Linked DNA regions of Mus musculus: region 1 is linked to region 2. The links are chromatin contacts, called in public promoter capture Hi-C maps. All regions are on one chromosome and are shown on one strand. The core of a region is the stretch at or near the end of the contact, and the rest is flanking DNA. Distances in the headings are between cores, read along the strand shown.

Region 1 (3,616 bases), core at 666-3,165, 590 kb after region 2:
ATCCCAGACCTGCAACTGCACCACTTCTTGCCCTCCAGCAAATGACTTGGCCCAGAGCCTCAGTTACCACACACGTGAAGTTTGGGTCAAGCACTGAGATTGCAACTTGCCCAAGGAAGAGTGAAAAGAAATCACTGCAATCTCTCATATCTCTTCCTATCTTTTAGTCCCCTTAGGCCAGGAGCCACGAGATGCCAGTTATCTGATGTCTAGCCCAGGCCAGGCCTTCTCCCCAGAACAACAGGGGAGATCCAGGGCTGGATCAGAAGCAGAGACTTCTGCTGGCCTCCCACTTCTAGAAAGTCTGAGCATATTTATTTATTTAATTTGAGACAGGGTCTCAGTACGTAGCCTTGGCTGTCCGTCCTGAAACTTACTAAGTAGAGTAGGTTGCTCTCAAACTTAGAGATTGCCTCTGCCTCTGCTTCTGCCTCTCTGCCTCTCCTCTGCCTCTCTGCCTCTCTCTGCCTGCCTCTCTCTGCCTCTCTCCGCCTCTCTGCCTCTCTGCTTCTCTGCCTCTGCCTCTGCCTCTAGTATGCTGAAACTAAATAAAGGGCCACCACACCGGGCTCACACACATTGCTGGGAGCACAGACTGCTCATAGGCAAAGGAAAGACCAGTCCATTTGGGACTTAGGGGTTCAGATCCAGCCTGCGTGTCTCTGAATGCCCCGGAGGAAGATGTACAGTGATACAGACAGGTAACCCCACCATCAAGCGGCTATGACACAGGCCTGCCATTCAGTACTCAGGAGGTGGGGGCAGCAGAATCAGGAGTTCAAAGCCAGCCTCGTTTACAGAGCTGAGCTTGAGGTCAGTTGGGGGGAAAAAAGGAATAAAATGTCAGGAGGAGGGGATAGGAGGACACTTGTCTCATGTGTCTCATGATCTGGGCCTGGAATTGTGTGGGGGTGTTCGGCACCTGTGTCTCTGAGTCACCAGGCCAACAGAGGCCTGACTTCCCCTTTCTTTGAGTGTGTTCCACAAAACCACCCAGTAAGTAGGAGTGAAACACAGGCGTCTGCCACGTGGGGCTCCTGGCACTAGCAGCCCTCATTAAAGACTAGCCTGTATTTTGATGTTCTGCCCAGCTATTCTCTGTAATTAATAATTAATTAGCACTAATATGTCCTGTAAGTGCCTCACTATGTATGTCTGGAAGTTTATGGGATCACCCCGGTGTGTTCTCATTCTGGCCCCTTCTGCAGGGAGCACGCGCGGGAGTGAGCACCAGCCTCCAGCTGCAGGCTAGCTGGGGCCCAAGGCAGAGTGTGGGTGAGTGACAGACATCTGGGCGCCCTTCACTAAGCCAGGCCCGAAATCCCATCAATCCTCGAGGCTAAGGTTGGAGAATTGATAGTTCAAGGACGGCCTAGGTTGTAGAGGGACTTCAGGGCTAGCCTGGATAGCTAGTGGGACCCTGACTGAAAACAGAATATTAAAGGCGTGATTTGTGGATGCAACCCCGCACCCATGGAGTTCCAGAGGGAGGCAGAAGGATCAGAAGTCTAAGGTTATCCTCAGCTGCGTTCTGAGCTTGAGGGTGGCCTGGGCTACATGAGACCCTGTCTCAAAAGAAAAAGCTTTCAGGTTGTGAAAGGACAAATTCAGTGACTCCCAGCACTGTGGAGGTGGAGCCAGAACCATGGGGAGTTCGAAGTTGTCTTTTGCTAAGCAGAAATGTCAAAGCCTGCGCTACAAGATACCCTTTGTTACAAGAAGAAACAAAACTTTTTTCTTTAGTCAAACAAATTAAAACACGAAGAAAGTAAAATAGAAACGAACTGCTATGATAAAAGTCGGAGCCGCAGAGGGCGGCGTTAGGGCCGCGGGAGTGCGTCGGACAGAGGCCACGCCTCCTCTTGCTGATTGGGCGCCGGGCCGAGACGCGCGGCTCCGGTTGGCGAGCGTGGCCGTTGCTCCGAGGCTCCGCCCTGTTGAGGCGGCTCCCGGGAGCGGCGGCAGCGTAGCCGCGCGGGTAGCGCGGGGCGGCAGTGTGGGGCGGTGGGGTTTGCGGCCGCGATGTCGCCTCCGTCGGACGACGCAGGCCCGGGGCCGCCGCGGACGCTGTCCCTCGCCGCGCGGCTGAGCTTCGCGGTCGGCCACTTCCTCAACGACCTGTGCGCCGGCATGTGGTTCACCTACCTGCTACTATTCCTGCACTCCGTGCGCGGGTACAGCTCGCGGGGCGCGGGGCTGCTGCTGCTGCTGGGCCAAGTGGCCGACGGGCTCTGCACGCCGCTCGTGGGCTACGAGGCGGACCGCGCCTCCTGCGTGCGCTGTGGGCCCCGCAAGGCCTGGCACCTAGCGGGTGAGCCTTTCCCTGCCCTGACTGTCGTCCTGTGTCCGTCTTCCCCTCTAACCGTCGTCCTGTGTCCGTCTTCCCCTGTGGTTGTCATCCTGTGTCATTCCTCCCCTCTGAATGCCGCCCTGTGTCCGTCCTCTCCTGTGGTTGTCGCCCTGTGGAAGTCCTCCCCTCTGACTGTCATCCTGTGTCCCTCTTACCCTCTGCTCCCCAGTGTCTCATCTCCCCGTTTTTGTCACTCTTGTGTCTGTCTGTCCTCTCTCTCCCGCTATATCCTATCCTCTCCGCTGACTGCCATCCGTGGGCCAGTCCTGTTCCCTCTACCTTTTCAGGATTCTGTACCCTGTCTTTAGTCTTACAGCTCTGCCCCCCCCCCCCCAGTCCCCTTCCCTGACTATCATCCTGTGTCCTGTGTTCCTCCTGCTGCCCACCCACTTCATTCTGTTCGCCTGTGGCTCCTGTCTGGGGTGGCCCAGCATGTAGTCCCCAGCAGCTCTCTCATTTGGTGTAGACAGTTGGAGAGGTTGGCCCTGGGGTTGTAGCCCCTCCCTGGGGAATTCCTGGAAGGCTCCGTCCCTTTGCCTGGGGTAGGGGTTGCAGAACCAGCCCCGCCCCTAGATGACATTTTTTCAAGACAGCAGTGGCCCAGTGGCATCTGCCAGCCTAGGGGCTGGAATTTCTAGTTTCTCAGGATCCAGGAAGAATCCGGGCTTCAAGGCACAGCCTGCACACCTGTCACCATATTCAAAAGCTGAAGCAGGGGGATGACTGTTTCATTGAGTCTCCAAAAATGGAAAGAAATACTCAGAAGGGCTTATGTTTGCCAGGAGATACCAGGCCAGCCTGACTTTGCACAGGCCTGGGTCCCTTCACAGTGGGACAGACAGGAGATGTTCCCAGGCTGGCCTCCGAGTCAGATCCCTGGCCTTCTGGGTGCTGGGATTAACATCTTGCACCATTTTGAGTCTCATAGGAAACCCAGAACTAGACAGAACTCTCGGGTTAACTGAGGCCCAGAGAGACCAGTCCAAGCATCTGGAGATGACCAGCCTGACCCTGACTAGGCCAATGGTTAACTAGGCTTAGAAACAGTGGGTGTGGTTTGGTCATGAGATTGAATCCACAGTGCTTGGGCCCCCTGAAGATCTGCCCTGTGAGGGTTGTTTCATTTCTCAATCCAAGGCATATTATGTGGTGAAGTCACCTCTGGGCAGGAAAGGGAAGTTGGAAGCCCAGTGCTAGGCAGGGGCTCAGAGACCTTTTCACAGGGTTCTCTGTCTCATGGGGCCTCAAGTTAATCCTCTTAAAACT
Region 2 (3,111 bases), core at 519-3,018:
CCCCACCTTTGGATTGGAGAAAGATGGGAGTTTGTAAGGACTATGAGTAGGACCTCCTTCCTGTGACACCAGCAGACACATGGTGCCAGGGCAGCTGCCTGTTGGGATGGATCTGCAGCCTTTTTTCTGAAGCATCCTGTGGTTCCTGTAATAGTGGACATAGATTACTGGGGAAAGCCCTGGCAGACCATAGAGACTGGACTCATAGATTGCCATTCAATGCCACAGGTGGAGGCAGTGGAAGCAGTGGGACTTACAAGCCAGCCGGGGCCGTAAAGAGGCCAGTTAAGTTGGGTATAGTGCTAGCCTGGGGACCTGAGTACATCTCTGGAAGCCATGTGAATGAAGATGGAAGGAGGGGACTGGCTACAGATTTCCTTTGATCTCTTATGTGTGCTATGGTACACATGTCACCCCATCTTGTGCATCTACAAGTACATACATACCTAACCTAAGAAGGCCCACCCACACCCTTGCCAACTGTCTAAGCCTCCAGGAAGCTCTTTTGGTGGAAGAGTGTATCTGGCTGGAGTGGAACCCAGCAGAACTTGTGAGGCAGAGGCAGGAGCATCACTATAGTTTTGAGGCCAGCCTGGTTTGCCCCTTGGTATACATAGTGAGTTCAGGACAGTCAAGGCTGTGTAGAAAAATCCTGTCTGGGGGCGGGGTGGGGCGGGGTGTTATATCCCAAGCTGGTCCCTCCCCCAGAGTTTTTTTTTTTTTTTTTTTTAATTATGTTTGTGTGTGGTTGATTTGTCAGGTACACACATGCCACAGCATATGGTGGGGGCAGAGGGCAGCTTTGTGAAATTGCTTCTCCTCCTTGTGTAGGCTACAGGATTGAACTTGGGTTGTTGGTTCTGTGCCACAGTTGCTTTTACCCACTGAGCCATCTTGCCAGCTCCCTCCCCATCTTGGGGAAAGGTCCCATTATGTAGCCCAGACTGGCCTTGAATTAGAAATTTTTATGCCTCAGCCCCACCCAATGTGCTGGATTGGCTGGCTTGTACCACTGAGCCTGTCTAATATTTTGCTTTTTACCATAATATATGAATTTATTTCTTTTCCAAGTGCCAACACTGACCTTGGCCTCAAAATCTGTGATTTCTCAATAGCTCCTCATGAACTTGCACAGTAACATTCACACACACACACACACACACACACACACACACACACACACACTCCAGAGAGCGTCGTGCTGAGGCCAGCAACACCTCTGTGTTCCATTTCAGGTGGGTCTGCGAGGAAATCCCAGATCTCAAGCTGGCCATGGAGAACTATGTCCTGATCGACTACGACACCAAAAGGTGAGCAGGAAGGGATGGAGCAGGCTGTGGGCTGCACCTACCCCGCTGCCTACACCCTTGCTACGCTTCCTTCGGGAAGCTCTTTTGGTAGAAGAGTGTATCTGGCTGGAGGAGTGAGGCAATCACTGGGAACTCCTACACTGTACACATTGAATTGATATGTGGGAAATTACCAGGGCTGGTGAGAGAGCTACTGGCCGTTTTAACAGCAGGTCCTGCCAGCGCTATGTTGATGGGCCTCCACCTTGCCACCATAGGTGCTGGGTGAGGCCAATCCTTGCCCCCACCTAGGTAGGCCTTCTGTGCAGAGTGGGCGGAGAAGCAAAGGCATCCCTGGAATGCTGCCTGGAGCCAGGTTTGTTTTTCTTTGAGAAAGAATAGCCCAGGCTCTACCTCCTGCTCAGAGCCTGCCTAAAAAAGCTTTGCTTGACCTATGACCTGATTATTAGAAAGGATTCCTGCCAGCCTTAGTGACACTGGGACAGGACAGTCCTACAGTCCACTGGCTGGGCCCCTTGCCCTCTGACTAGCAACTGGGTGTAAGTGGACTCGAGCTCACTGCTGACCCAAGGCAGGAGCCTGTGTCCTTATAGAGTTGGAATTAACTTCAGCCCTCTATCTCACTTCCTCTGTGAAGCTCCTGGACCCCAGGAAACGACTTTTTTCATGTGAGGAACCCACCCAGAACCCTGCAGTGGGACCCTCCACCCCTCTGGTCGTCGAGTAGGCTTTCTTACCTTACCTGGTGTGACCTCAAACTCCTGGGGCTCGCATGACCCAAATTCCAAGTAGCTGGGACTGTAGTTGTGTGTGCCAACACCTCGCCCTGCTTTGGCTTTTCCCGGTTCAGGGATGCCATGCTCTGTTCTGTGGCTGCAGCTGTCCTGGGTTCCTTTTAAGAGAAAGAAAGGTGGGCTGGTGAGATGGCTCAGTGGGTAAGAGCACCCGACTGCTCTTCTGAAGGTCCGGAGTTCAAATCCCAGCAACCACATGGTGGCTCACAACCATCTGTAACAAGATCTGACACCCTCTTCTGGAGTGTCTGAAGACAGCTACAGTATACTTACATATAATAAATAAATAAATCTTTAAAAAAAAAAAAAAGAGAGAAAGAAAGGTGTAAGACACATGATTGGGGCCAGTCCAGGTTCATACTGTAACACACCAGAGTGCTGGGGCATCAAGTGGCATTGTGTGACTCCCTCACATGGGGAGGAAGCTGTCTGTGTGTCTTAGTGTTCCAGAGCATCCTGTCCCCAGCATTAGTCTCCTCCTGGGCATTTAGGGTATCCCTGAACATAGGGGGTGTGGAGTAGCACTCTCATCCCTAGAACTGTGCTTCTGCTACTTGGCGGTCAAAGTACACAGGGGTCTTCTCAAAGAAACCAAGAAATTAAGGGGTCCTGCCCCAGGCCTGTCCAAAAGCCAGATACCCCTGCACCTGGTCCTGGCTGATGGTGGCCTGGAGTCCAGAAATTGGCAGGGCCTCCACTGCCCAAGCAATCCAAGGCACTATGCCTGCTTGCCTCCTTTTTAAACGGCTCCATTTATTTTTACTTTGAGTGTGAACGTTTGCCCATTTGTTTGTCTCTACAACATATGCAGGCAGTACCCACAGGGGCCAGAAGAATCCCCTGGAGCTGAAGCTATAGCTGGTTGTGAGCCTCTTTGTGGGTGCTGGGAACAGAACCTGAATACTCTTGCAGAGGTAGCCATTGCTGTCATTGCTATACTAGGCTGTCTCACATGTTCCAACTTCGTTTTCTTTTTTGGAGACAGGTTTCACTGTATAGCCCTGGCT

The links. Promoter capture Hi-C pulls out the DNA fragments that hold promoters and counts their contacts.
Region 1: a contact with region 2 is called in a promoter capture Hi-C map of liver. The contact joins the promoter of Mfsd12 here to the enhancer-like site in region 2. A contact is called at or near these places in 3 of 39 promoter capture datasets (liver, neutrophils and pre-B cells) and 2 of 115 datasets of contacts at active chromatin or transcription factors (memory CD8 T cells and pancreatic cancer cells).

What each region holds. Positions count from the first base shown.
Region 1 is chr10:81,355,576-81,359,191 of GRCm38.p6, forward strand. It overlaps Mfsd12 (major facilitator superfamily domain containing 12), which reads left to right and starts at 1,916. Exons shown (of 10, transcript NM_028657.4): 1 at 1,916-2,311. The coding sequence starts at 2,023.
Region 2 is chr10:80,764,928-80,768,038 of GRCm38.p6, forward strand. Dot1l (DOT1-like, histone H3 methyltransferase (S. cerevisiae)) reads left to right here. Exons shown (of 28, transcript NM_199322.2): 3 at 1,236-1,310. Among named protein-coding and RNA genes, the nearest start is that of Dot1l, 11 kb to the left of the region's middle. Within about 2 kb of position 1,769, at least 57 of the 459 cell types and tissues checked have an H3K27ac peak or open chromatin away from gene starts, as enhancers often do. A contact at or near this core is called in liver, where this site is marked.